3 separate regions of the Mus musculus genome follow, and regions 1 and 2 are each linked to region 3. Evidence: chromatin contacts called from public HiCAR-type and HiChIP or PLAC-seq data. All regions are on one chromosome and are shown on one strand. The core of a region is the stretch at or near the end of the contact, and the rest is flanking DNA. Distances in the headings are between cores, read along the strand shown. Region 1 overlaps Runx1 (runt related transcription factor 1). Region 2 has its middle 22 kb from the start of Gm30474. Region 3 has its middle 38 kb from the start of Runx1.

Region 1 (4,059 bases), core at 1,033-3,532, 170 kb after region 3:
TGATCTTGCCCTAGCTTTGTGTTGCGTCTAAAACTTGGCTTTCAGAAGCTATATATAAACAACCTCGGGCGGTTTAAAAAAAAAAAGAATAAGAAGAAGAAGAAGAAAGAAAGAACCACCCTACAACTCTGGCAGGGAGCTGGAGGAATTTAGATTCTCTTCTTTGGTCTTCTCCTGAGGTGGGTTTTAAAAGGTACAGCTGAGAGCAAAAAGACTCTGTCAAGTTGTGTTTTTAAAAGGCTAAGAAGGCGGGACCCGAGCTGAAAAGGGAAGCTGCTCTCCTTTTTCTTTTTTCTTTTTTTCAATTTAGCTGAATAATTGTCTCATTTAGGAGGGAGATTAATTTAATTTAAGCTTTTCGTAGTTCCAGGCCTCAGCTGGATCTTGATCTAATTACAATGAATAGCGCTCACTTTTTGACAAGTGCTGTCCGGTTCCCCTTTTCATGCTAAAAAGACCATCCACATTAAAAAAAAAAATCATAGAAGTAGAATTTGCTGCTGACTCTGTCTGTAGAATTGCCACCTTTACCACTGTTGTGAAAGCAACTTTTTAAAGGGGTAGAGGTGGGGTTGAGAGTCTGAAGGGGAGCCAGGCACTCGGGTTTTCCTTCCCTTCCAAGTATTGGGGAATCCGTCCCAATTCCTTTAGAAAAACAAATTTAGCTGGTGTTGTCTTCTGTTTACCCTGAGAGGGACCTATCTGGGCTCAGCCCTAAGGTCACTTTCAGAGAACAGAGAGAAATCAAACTTATTGTAGTCAAGGAAAGGGCCAGTTAAGGTAGATCTCCCTGCCAGCCTAGCTAAAGGGACTGTGGCTTCCTTGAGGGAAGAAATTGGGTCTTTTCTGAGCTTTGTTGCTGTGGTTGTTGTTGTTGTTATTGTTGTGGTTGTGGTTGTTCTTCTTCGTCTTAGTCTACCAGGGAATCCCAGTTTATCAAGACACTAAATAACTGATTTTTAAAATGGTCTTCAGGAGTTGACGTGGTCCCGTCTTGAGCTACCACATGGAAATGTTTATTTTTCTTTTCAAAAGAATTAAAGACCTTACACATTGCCTTTACAAGCCACGAAAAATAATTTTTTCCTTTTAACAAAAATAATCACTGCCGTAGAGATTCCCCTTTACAAATGATTTTGGAAAGACCTCAGTGTGTTTCCCTGAGTGACAGCCAGGAGCCATGACAAAGGTCACGGTGGACAGGGAAGTTGAAAAATCAGACCTCTGGATTAATATCTGTCACCACCTATGCTGTCCCACAGAGGGACGGCTGCTTCAAGGAGCTCACCAGTCAGTAGATAGAATTTGCGGAGGGAAAGGAGATTTAAAGGCTGGGTTTAAGAGGAAGCTGGACTTGGAAACAGACCATCTTCCTTGCTGTATTTTCTATGGGCCCTGGCCCCTCTGTGTGCCAGCTCCTACCAAACACACAGAAGCAGTTTCTACCAACAGTCTTTACATTTACATGTGAATTAAGATTCCGGAATCTCTTTAGGGGTTAACCCTGCAGGACTTATCCTATTCCCTGCTGCCGCCACCACCCCCAGATAAAAATCGGATGATGTGAAGCCCTGTTCAGATCACTTGTAGAAGAGCATCTCCCGGAACCTTCCGGAATCTTGTTAAGTCCTCCGCTTTAATCTTCAGAATTATCAGGAGACTTACAATCATGAAGTCCCTTGAAAATTGATTAAAATTATGCTAATTAGTCCTCCCATCCTCCACCCCTCTTTCCACCTATAGACTGTTTATCTCAGCATAGAAGAAACACTTAATTTCACTGCCGAGAAACTGGGAAATCTGCTCCATACTACACAATATTTGCAGATACCGTCTACAAAGTTGTCTAGGTGACTTGCAGTAGATTTTATAATACTGTAATAAAAGAATTTGTTTAGCCCCTGGTACACCAGAGCACAAAAATATAAACATACCTTTATCAGGGAAGTTCAAAGACCATGGGTGCTGATGGAATATGCTTTCCAATAAATAAATAAATAAATAAATAAATAAATAAAATTCTGGCCGGAAGACCATGATCCCTAGCTATGTGTTAAATGTCATCTCAGATAAATTCTACGTTCCATTCCACAGCCTCTTTGAAACTCTGGAAGATTAGAGAATTTGCAGTAACTAAGTTGTTGCTTTAATTTCAACCTGTAAAATTGTTGGAAAATGCCAGTTTCAAACTAAGAATAGGCTAGCCAAGAACAGTGCTGGGAAGTCCTCAGAGCAGAGAAGACAGCTGACATTTGGCCCAACTTCCTGATACTTGAAGAACAGAGAAGTTCAACAAAATATGAGCTATCTTGGGCCAGCAAGTCCCTTCTTGTCTGTTTGGTCTGTACTAAATGTAAATGTTTCTCTTGCCTTACCTATTGTTTATAGCTTTTTACTGCAGACACTGCTTTGTATTTCTGTTTGAAGTTTGATTTCTTTTCATTATTTCTATATCATCTCTCAGTGACAAAAATCTATATCAAATTGGAAGACATCTTAGCTTTAAATAAAACAACAACAGTGCTAGTAACCTAGCCTAGGTGTGCTTGTCATTGTTTTAAGTACAGAGTTAAATGTCCCTGGATTTAATTTTGTCTCCTTCCCTTCTCCATCAAAACTCTTTGGAGATAAATCAAAAAGCCCAAGAAGTAGTAACCGAGCCACTGGATGCCCCCTTCCTGCTTCCTTTAGAAATGGGGGTGATGCAATTTAAACTCCTAATTTTTAGACTTTTGAATTCCAACATCAACAAGCTTTTCTTGGCCACCATGGTCCTCTTGTGCTGTAGACGAGGGGGCCTCATGGGTTTGACCTCTTGGTAATGAGGGATCCCTGGAACAACCATGGTAAACTGAGGCACGGTGGGGCACAGTGGGAATTCATGACTTGGCGTGCCTTTGGGCGCTCTGGAACAGGATTTATTCATTTTGGCCTCTTAGGAGATATGGGCCCCAACAGTCAGGCATTCAGACTGGAAGCCCGGATGTCGATTCAGTGCCCTCGGAGCCCAGTGGGTGTTGAGATGAACTGGAAAGGCCTAGGTCTCCACAGGGAGATGAAGGCAAGGAAGTGAAGCATTTTCACAGAGGGTATCTCATCCTTGTGAGCAAACTGTGCAGAGGGAAATGAAAACATTGATGAGAGAGATGGGGGGAAAAATAGACAGAAAACAGAATTTACAGGAGTAACATTTTGTAGGAATAGAAAGAAAAGATAATAATGATCAATTAACCGAGCAGGGGAATTTATTTCAATGATGTTCTTTGAAACAAAAGAGTTGTCTTATTACCACTCCTAATTAAAGGCATCAAACATTTGTGGTGGGATAGAAACATCTAATTACATATTGCTTGGAGAATAAGCGTTTTTAAAATCTCCTTTGTAGAAAACACGTCCAACAGTTGACATGAAAGGGTTAAAAGCAGAGGCAAGGGGCCGCAGGGTCCTTGTTTCACAAAGCAAGTGAGTGAAAACAGATAAAAATTAAAGAGATAGCAAGATACATACCCAGTCCTAGAGAGCAGAGTGTCCTAGTGATGTCCTAGGGGTCCCCTCTGTCCATTTCTCAGGGTAGCTGGGGCAATTTCCTGACATAGGTTCTTTAGAACGCAGGAGATAGAGCAGCCACAATGAATAAAATCGCCCAGATAGCCATCTGCAGGACATCGAACAGCGGGAAGGAGACATGACTAAGCACCCAGTAAGAATGGCGAGCAGAGAGACCAGACCTTGATACCAGATTAGCAGATCTGCGGCGGGGTTATTTCATACAGAATGAGAAATATCCCTCTGATAGATTGTGAAGCAGCCAGTGTACAAAAACTGAGAAAAACAAAGTGGCAGTAGAAGAAGAGATGTTTCTGCTGCCATCCCGGGAAAACCTGCCCGAGGATGACCACACAACTGAGATAAATAACAGACATCTCACCGAAGACTGACAGCATGTGTCTGGAATGGTTGGAACAAACTGAACTCTCGGGGCATGGCGATTTGAAATCCTGTGGTCGCTTTGAATATGGAACAAGGCAAACATAACCGATATCAAGTCAAAACTGGAAA
Region 2 (3,681 bases), core at 427-2,926, 250 kb before region 3:
TCTAAGCAAGAATCTTCCTATATAGGCCACATTGGCCTGAAACTCAGAGCAATCCTCCTGCTGCAGCCTCCCAAGTGCTGAGATTACAGGCACGCTCACCACAATGGTTCTGACGTGGCCTTTCTAAACATCAAAGCCCATAGACTCTTCAGTCTGGATTATTCTTTGCTGTAGGGCTGTCCTGTGCATGGTAGTCCTGAAGGCTTGAGTTGGCCTCTACTGAGAAACACTGTTTTAAACCAAAACAAGGCAAAGAAAAATTGGGCAAGCGCCTGGGAAGCTGGCTTCAGGTGTGGAGCCCTGTCAGCTGCCTGTTGTCCTTTCCCACAGCTGTGTGGAGGGTATTACACACTTGCTTCACAGCCCTCGAAGGCAAGGGGGGCAGTACAAAGACAGAGGCTGCACTACACAGGTGCTCCAGCCAGTGTTGGCTGGATGACTAATGAATGAATGAATGAATGGGTGGATTATGTAACCTATGGTTGAGAGAACTCTGAGGAGGAGGGGCCTCCTTTCCTGGGTTCCCTTGTAGCCCTAGCCCACCCAGAGCTGCGTATGTGCTTCTGCAGCATGGAGAAAAGGAGCAGGCCATGCGCTAGCTCCTAAGTCCTAGATCTGCATTGCACAACTGACTCACGGAGCCCTAAAGACCCCAGAAGCACGTGTGAGTGATCAGCTATTGGCTCGTCTTTCCCTTGATTCTCAAAATTCCAGGTTGTCAGATTACATTCACACAAAGATCCTGCTGAACCAGAAAGATGTCACACCTGGTCTACCCCACCCCTTCCTCTGGTGAACTGGAGAGATGCCATGCAGGCCTGCCCTTTGTTCCCTGTGACTGGTGACACCAAAGTCTCCTGATTCTAAGAAGGACCCATCGTATCCCTTCCGTTTAAAGTGTCCTGTATGTATTCCAGCTTCTGCAGAGGCCTCCTGTGGATGCAAAGCACACATCAACTTGGCAAAGCCTCATCTTGACACGAAAGAAACAAAACCCTGCCAAAAACCAAGGGGCAGCAACAGCAAAGAGACACTCAGGACTTGTTTGTATGTTTAATTTACAATTTCAATGCTATGACAAAAATAAAGTAGGAAAGATGTGGCTTTGCTCATGCTTTCAGAGATTTCAGACTGTGGTCCTTGGCCCAGTGCGCTCTGGGTCTGTGCAGAAGGAGGAACTTCATAGAGGTGGGAGCTAATGATAGGGACATAGCCATGTCATAGCCGATAAAGGAGAGACAGTTATAGATAGATAAACACACACACACACACATATGCACACACAGGTAGACACAGATACATAGGCACACACACACACAGACACAGGGTCACAGACAGAGATAGAGATGGACACAGACAGATAAAGACTCACACAGCGTCAGACAGAGGCACACACACACACACAGAGATAGAGACAGAGATAGACAGAGACAGAGACACAGACAGACAGACATAGACATAGACAGACAGACAGACAGGCAGGCAGACAGAGACATGTTTTCTGTGACATACTTCCTCCAGCTACCCCTCCCCAACATCTAAAGTTTCCAGAACCTCCTAAAATAGCACCAGCAGTTGAGAATCGCGTCTTCAATACGTGAGCCAACCATACAGCGTTGCATGTCTCCTGCTAAAAATAACAAAAGTACGAGTCACCGAGAGGGAGGTAGAGTTGACTCACACTGATTGAGCCACTGGCGTTCATGGCAGTATTGACATTGCTTGTTGGACAGCGGGGAACTGTTAAGAGCCTGTTTTCACTTTCCCAAATTTCCATAAAACGTTTACAAAACACACTTGCTTTTAGTATGATTGTATGGGGAAAGCCATTGGCTCTCCACGCCCTTGGTGTGTGAGGTACGTGTCATAACAAAACAAGAGAGAGGGTGGGTAGGTGGGTAGCCCAGTAGCTACCTCTACAGTGCGTGGCTAGCATGTACAGGACGTTGGTTCAAACCTCAGCAGCAGAGCGGTGGCACATACTGCAATCCCAACAGCCTACCCATAGGTAAAGGCTGGGGGCCCAAGAGCTCGAGATCAGCCTTGGGTATATACAGTAAGCCTGAGGTCGGCTTGGGCTACACTAGACACTGCACGAATCTTCTTAAAAATGTTTACATGGAGTAAACTTGCAGGTAGAACTATTGATGTTCCTCACAAGTTTTTCAAACTTTTTGAATAGTTCCCCCCCCCTTTTTTTAAAGATTGACTTTATTTTGATATTTTATAGAATCTGTTCTGGCAAGAGCCTAGTCACTATTTTAATGGTTGAGAGTGACATGTTAAATAATTAAGCCCTATCTCTTTATGTAGCTAAGACCGCAGAATAGCATCTGTGACATCCTAAGGAAAGCACCAAGCATTGTAATGCCTCAGAACTGGAGAAGTTGGGGCTTGGCCACAACCCCAAAAGATCCAATTTCTGCTTTCAAATATCCTCCATCCTACTGAAGGTCCCTGAGATTAGTGAGCGGCACAAGCACCATGAACTTGAGAATCGACTCTCTGAGAACGTAGCATGTTCTGCGGTGCCCTGTGATGTCAGGGATGCCCCCTCGGATGCTTTCACTTCAATTCACCTCCTCGCTTGTCAACAAGAAGGTTGTGGTCACTTCTCAGGTACATCCACCTCGTTTTGTGAGATAGAATCTCACCCTAACTGGTCATCAAACCCCAGGGACCCAACTGTCACCGCCTCCCCAGAGCTGGCATTACAAGCATGCACCACCACACACACCTTTTTAAGCGTGGGTCCTTGAACTTGGGTCCTCACGCTGTCAAGGCGGACACTTGACTTCCTGCACTGTCTCCCAGGCTTGGTGCCAGTCCTCATTGAGGAATAAGCCAGACATCCAGCAGTTGTATTTGATCTAAAGCTACCCCATCTTGTCCCTGTCACCTAGGTGTGCACAACACGAGCTTTCTGTACTCTTTATCCTAGAAGACAGAAGCCATCTCTGCACACCAAGGACCATAAGACAATATGGATTTCATGACTCCCTCAAACGTTCGTTAAGGCTGGCCTGTCAGGGTTGGGAGTACACATATAACTTAATATACATCTTTTTAGGTCCATAACAAAAAGTGTTGTATGCTTGCAACCAGAACAGCGCCATATCCTAATTATTATTTATTATTGTCATCAAAGCCACAGCTACTGGTCTTGATAGTGAGAGCTAACATGAAATAGATATTGACAAACTATTCACCGATTTAATCATCTCTCCAGCCACTTGTGTTTGCAAATGAATCTCCTGTCAACATCAAATCCTCATCAGCATTCCACACTCAGTGTGTGAGGATCATGTAAAATTGATGAGCTCAGATTTCTATTAAATGCACTACCTATTTCTGGGGTTACTTATATGGGCTTTCTGGAAGCTTGGAATCCTGGTGTCTTATAAACAAGACAGGCTCTGGCCTTTTACTTTAAAAGGGTCTTTAGAAAGCTTTTAGGACTATGCTGAGATGGAGTGCTCGTTAGAAAGATTGGAAAGAATGGAAAATTCCATGTGTGTGAGATTCCTGGGTAATATGTACAAATTAAGACTGTAAAGAAATTGATGGGAGCAATGTACATTTAATTTCAATATTTTGTGTGAATGTGTGTGTATGCACCATGTGTGTACATTGTCTGGGGAGACCAGAAGAGGGGGCTCAGCTCCCCTGAAATGAAAACGA
Region 3 (4,004 bases), core at 624-3,123:
ACTTCCCATGCTGTCTTTCTTCCTCCTCCTCCCCATGCTCCTCCACTTCCCCATGCTCCTCCAGTTCCCATACTCTCTCTCCTCCTCCTCCTCTTCCTCCTCCTCCCCATGCTCCTCCATTTCCCATACTCTCTCTCCTCCTCCTCCTCTTCCTCCTCCTCCCCATGCTCCTCCATTTCCCATACTCTCGCCCCTCCTCCTCTTTCTCCTCCTCCCCATGCTCCTCCACTTCCCGTGCTCTCTTTCTCCCTCCTCCCCCTATGCTCCTCCACTTCACATGCTCCTCCACTTCCTATGCTCTCCATCCTCCTCCTCTTTCTCCTCCTCCCCATGCTCCTCCACTTCCCCATGCTCCTCCACTTCCCATGCTCTCTTTCTCCCTCCTCCCCCTATGCTCCTCCACTTCACATGCTCCTCCACTTCCCATGCTCTCTTTCTTCCTCCTCCTCCCCCTATGCTCCTCCACTTCACATGCTCCTCCACTTCCCATGCTCTCTTTCTTCCTCCTCCTCCCCATGTTCCTCCACTTCACATGCTCCTCCACTTCCCATGCTGTCTTTCTCCCTCCTCCTCCCCATGCTCCTCCACTTCCCCATGCTCCTCCAGATCCCATGCTCCCCCTCCTCCTCCCGCACTCCGGGATATTCTACGCTCTCACAAGGCAGTCCTCCCAGTGATTTTCCAGACAAAGGACACCAGGAAGCAGTTCAGAGGGGTTGGTAGATTTTAAGTTCTGCTTTATGGAACAGTGGAACCTTTTAAGAAACAGATTTGTCATATTGAAACTAGGTTTTCACTATATTATTCTGCATACTTTTCATTTTCTGCCTTTTAAGTCAATACAAATATAGAACAGAATATCTCATTTTTCTACTTTTATTTTTTACAATATTTAGAGTTGAACCCAGGGTCTTGAGTATGCCATCCAAAAGCCCTACTACTGAACCAAACCCCAAGATCTTATGGATTTTTTTATTCTGACATAAATTCTCCCCAAATTACTTAGGTTGACCTTGAACTCACTATCCTCCTAAATCAGCTTTCTCGGGAGCTGGGAATTCAAGTCTGTGCCATCAGACTGGGCTCATTCTTCTACAACTTCCTGAGGATCTATTCATGAAAATTGGGTACCAGTCATGTCTCTCTCTAGGTCTTCAACAGGTCAATTCCGAGTTGTCTAATGATGACATTCCTTCTTTGTAGTGTGTGTGTGTGTGTGTGTGTGTGTGTGGGTGTGTGTGTGTGTGTGTATGAGTGTATGTTGGTGAGTGTTTGTATGTGTGTGTTTGTGTGTAAGAGTGTGTGACTGTGTGTGTGTATGTGCCTGTGTGAGAGTATGAGTGTGTGTTGATGAGTGTTCATATGTGTGTGTTTGTGTGTGTGAGAAAGTATGTGAGTGTCTGTGAGTGTGTGTGTGTGTGTGTGTGTGTGTGTGTGTGTGTGTGTGTGTGTGTGTGTGTGTAAGTCTGTATAAATGCATGGCAGCCATAGGACAGCCTTGGACATGACAAGGTTATCCACTCTCACTGAGAAGTCGTCTCAGACCCGTTACCAGTTAGCCCCATGGATCCTCCTTTTCCTGACTCTCAGTGTTGGGCTCACAAGGGCAAGCCACCAAGCTCTATGCTTTTGTATAGATTCTAGGGATGGGATTCAGGTCACACTTCAGCAGCTGAACCTTCCCTAGCACACAGCTCACCTTCACAGCTTTGCCAGTGCTGAGCAGAAACCAAGGACTCTGAATTTTCTCACCCCAGACCCAGAGAACATTTAGATGAGGGGGAAACCCCACATCAGCCACTGTCCCCACCTCTGCATCCTAGCTCCTGATCTCACCCTATGTGTGATCCTCAAGAACCAGGGTAGCAGCACCACACAGTACAGTTGGCTCATCACCATGGTAGCAGCCCCACACAGCACAGTGTTCTCATCATTACAAGGAAGTGGAGTCATTCTTTCCCAGCCTGCTTTGCGAAGTTATTACAGAAGATGAGTTGTCATTGAACTCCCACTGTTCATTTTAAATAAAGAGGAACAAAAATGAAATGTGTCCGTGTGCTTTGGGCATGGGAAGATGACTCTATTGTAAAGAACTGACCTCATGATTTTACTTGGTAACAAAACTCAGGAAAAAATTAAAACTCTTTAATGGACTGATTCAACCTACAGAACTTTTTCTTTTGTTTCCATATGTATTTGCAACAGAAATCCAAGTAAAACTAAAAGCATCAAGGAGTCACAGGCGTTTTTATTTTACATGTTTATTCTGACCTGTGATTACTTTTCTCACAGAAAATTAAATTAAAATTACAACCTGACCATTTTCTGTTGGGCAAAATGAATCTACTGCAGTAATATGAAAATTGAACCTTTGGCCAAGATCCGTTAAAACTGCCTGATAGGATTTTATTGTCTTTAGGTGAGAACTTTGATTGAAGTGATATATAAATGATATAGATAAAAATAGACATAGATGCAGATTTTGTAAAACTTGATTAATTACAAGATGGCCAAACTTATAAAGCAGCACACAAATAAGAAAAGGAAACATTGTCACTTTCCAAAACTCTCCATTTCTCCTTTGCTGCCTTCAGTGTTTAATTTTGATTGTAAACTAGCTGAAATATAAAATCACCTGGGAGATGGGTCTCCTGCATATGCCTTTGGAGGGTGGGTGAAGTGTTATCTTTATTAGTTTAATTGAGGTGAGAAGACCTGCCTACCATGGGTGGCACTATTCCCTAGGCTGAAGTTCCAGTATGTATGTATGTATGTATATATATATATATATATAACAGAGAGAGAGAGAGAGAGAGAGAGAGAGAGAGAGAGAGAGAGAGAGAGAGAGAGAGAGGAGAACATGAACTGAGCATGACATTCACTGGTCTCTGCTTCTTGATTGAGGATGGCAGGTGACCAGCTGCCTCTAGTTCTAGGTCACATGACTTTTCTGCCCAGATGGATGTGCTCCAGTCCAGTTGTGAGCCAAAATAACCTCTTTCCCCTTTAAATGCTTTTGTCAGAGTACTTTATCATAGAAACAAGTCAAGTAACTATTACAATACCTATACATAAACATGTTTGCACTCTCAGCATTGCCTAAGTGTGCATTTGGGTAAAATTTATATAGATGATGAGATAAGGTTGCCTCGACTTTCAACTTGTGACATTCCTCTGTGTACCAACAACTCGTTTATTCACTTATTTTATTGCATGGTATCCCATTCTATGATCACGCATTGTATCCATTTTTCTATTGCTTAACATTTGTGGCTATTAAGAATAATGCTTGTAAGAGTTTCTCATGTCCCTAATAATATTCCTTACATGTGGCTTTACCACTCATGTCTGTACTTCACTTATGAAAATTGCATAGCACTTTCCTCAAGATTGAAACATTCCATCCTGTCGGAAAGCCCTTAAAACCAGAAGGTAACCCATTCCAAACAGCTTCACCAAGCCCCTGGAACTGACCAGCTTGACTAAACCCCTCCCTGTCAGTCAGCAATAGAGGCCACAGAGAGTCATTGTCAGAAGATCAAAGCTGCAAAGGAGATTGCGAGACCAGACCTGGTTCTTAGAAGAAGCAGAAACCACCCGGGTTGCCTAGGAGAGGTTTAGACCAACTGAGTCATTTAGAAAGGACAGTCTTCAACCCAGTGAGCTGCCTGCAGTCTGTCCAGTGCGTTCCATGTTCTCAGCTTTTGTGAGCTGTTACCCATGATGCACTGGGCTTTATAGTGGTAGTTCACTGATTTGCTTCGGTGAGTAACTCCTCTCTCATACTCCTATAAGTAGCCCAATAAAACTCACTGGTTCACCAAACTGGACTCTGTTGGTATCCATACTTTGTTCTGTCATGGGATCTCTATCTGAAGTGAGTAGACTTGTGTGTTGTGTCTTCCCAGGAAAAGTCTTGTCACGCAACAGTATATAGATATCTTCTTTTATAAATTTGGTTTCTTCAATTTCTAGTCAGAGGACATGTGTACACCCTTCAACTT

The links. HiCAR-type assays count read pairs that join an accessible place to other places. HiChIP or PLAC-seq counts read pairs in DNA pulled down with a chosen protein or histone mark.
Region 1: an H3K4me3 HiChIP or PLAC-seq map of bone marrow-derived macrophages shows a contact between it and region 3, with 2.8 times the contacts expected there. The contact joins two enhancer-like sites. A contact is called at or near these places in 2 of 39 promoter capture datasets (the 3T3-L1 cell line and erythroid cells), 1 of 15 datasets of contacts at CTCF or cohesin (CD8 T cells), 30 of 484 Hi-C or Micro-C datasets (B cells, the BV-2 cell line, CD4 T cells and 20 more), 15 of 115 datasets of contacts at active chromatin or transcription factors (the 230-238 cell line, CD8 T cells, the SCID.adh cell line and 10 more) and 5 of 9 other capture datasets (adipose tissue, bone marrow-derived macrophages, liver and 2 more).
Region 2: a HiCAR-type map of Th17 cells shows a contact between it and region 3, with 5 times the contacts expected there. The contact joins two enhancer-like sites. A contact is called at or near these places in 3 of 484 Hi-C or Micro-C datasets (the BV-2 cell line, cortical neurons and macrophages) and 2 of 115 datasets of contacts at active chromatin or transcription factors (Th17 cells and microglia).

What each region holds. Positions count from the first base shown.
Region 1 is chr16:92,690,549-92,694,607 of GRCm38.p6, reverse strand. All of the region lies in intron 3 of Runx1 (runt related transcription factor 1), which reads left to right. Among named protein-coding and RNA genes, the nearest start is that of Gm30281, 70 kb to the left of the region's middle. Within about 2 kb of position 2,282, at least 18 of the 459 cell types and tissues checked have an H3K27ac peak or open chromatin away from gene starts, as enhancers often do. A contact at or near this core is called in the HL-1 cell line, bone marrow-derived dendritic cells and bone marrow-derived macrophages, where this site is marked.
Region 2 is chr16:93,107,801-93,111,481 of GRCm38.p6, reverse strand. No RefSeq gene overlaps it. Among named protein-coding and RNA genes, the nearest start is that of Gm30474, 22 kb to the left of the region's middle. Within about 2 kb of position 1,676, at least 58 of the 459 cell types and tissues checked have an H3K27ac peak or open chromatin away from gene starts, as enhancers often do. A contact at or near this core is called in the BV-2 cell line and Th17 cells, where this site is marked.
Region 3 is chr16:92,862,285-92,866,288 of GRCm38.p6, reverse strand. No RefSeq gene overlaps it. Among named protein-coding and RNA genes, the nearest start is that of Runx1, 38 kb to the right of the region's middle. Within about 2 kb of position 1,873, at least 48 of the 459 cell types and tissues checked have an H3K27ac peak or open chromatin away from gene starts, as enhancers often do. A contact at or near this core is called in the BV-2 cell line, the HL-1 cell line, Th17 cells and 2 more, where this site is marked.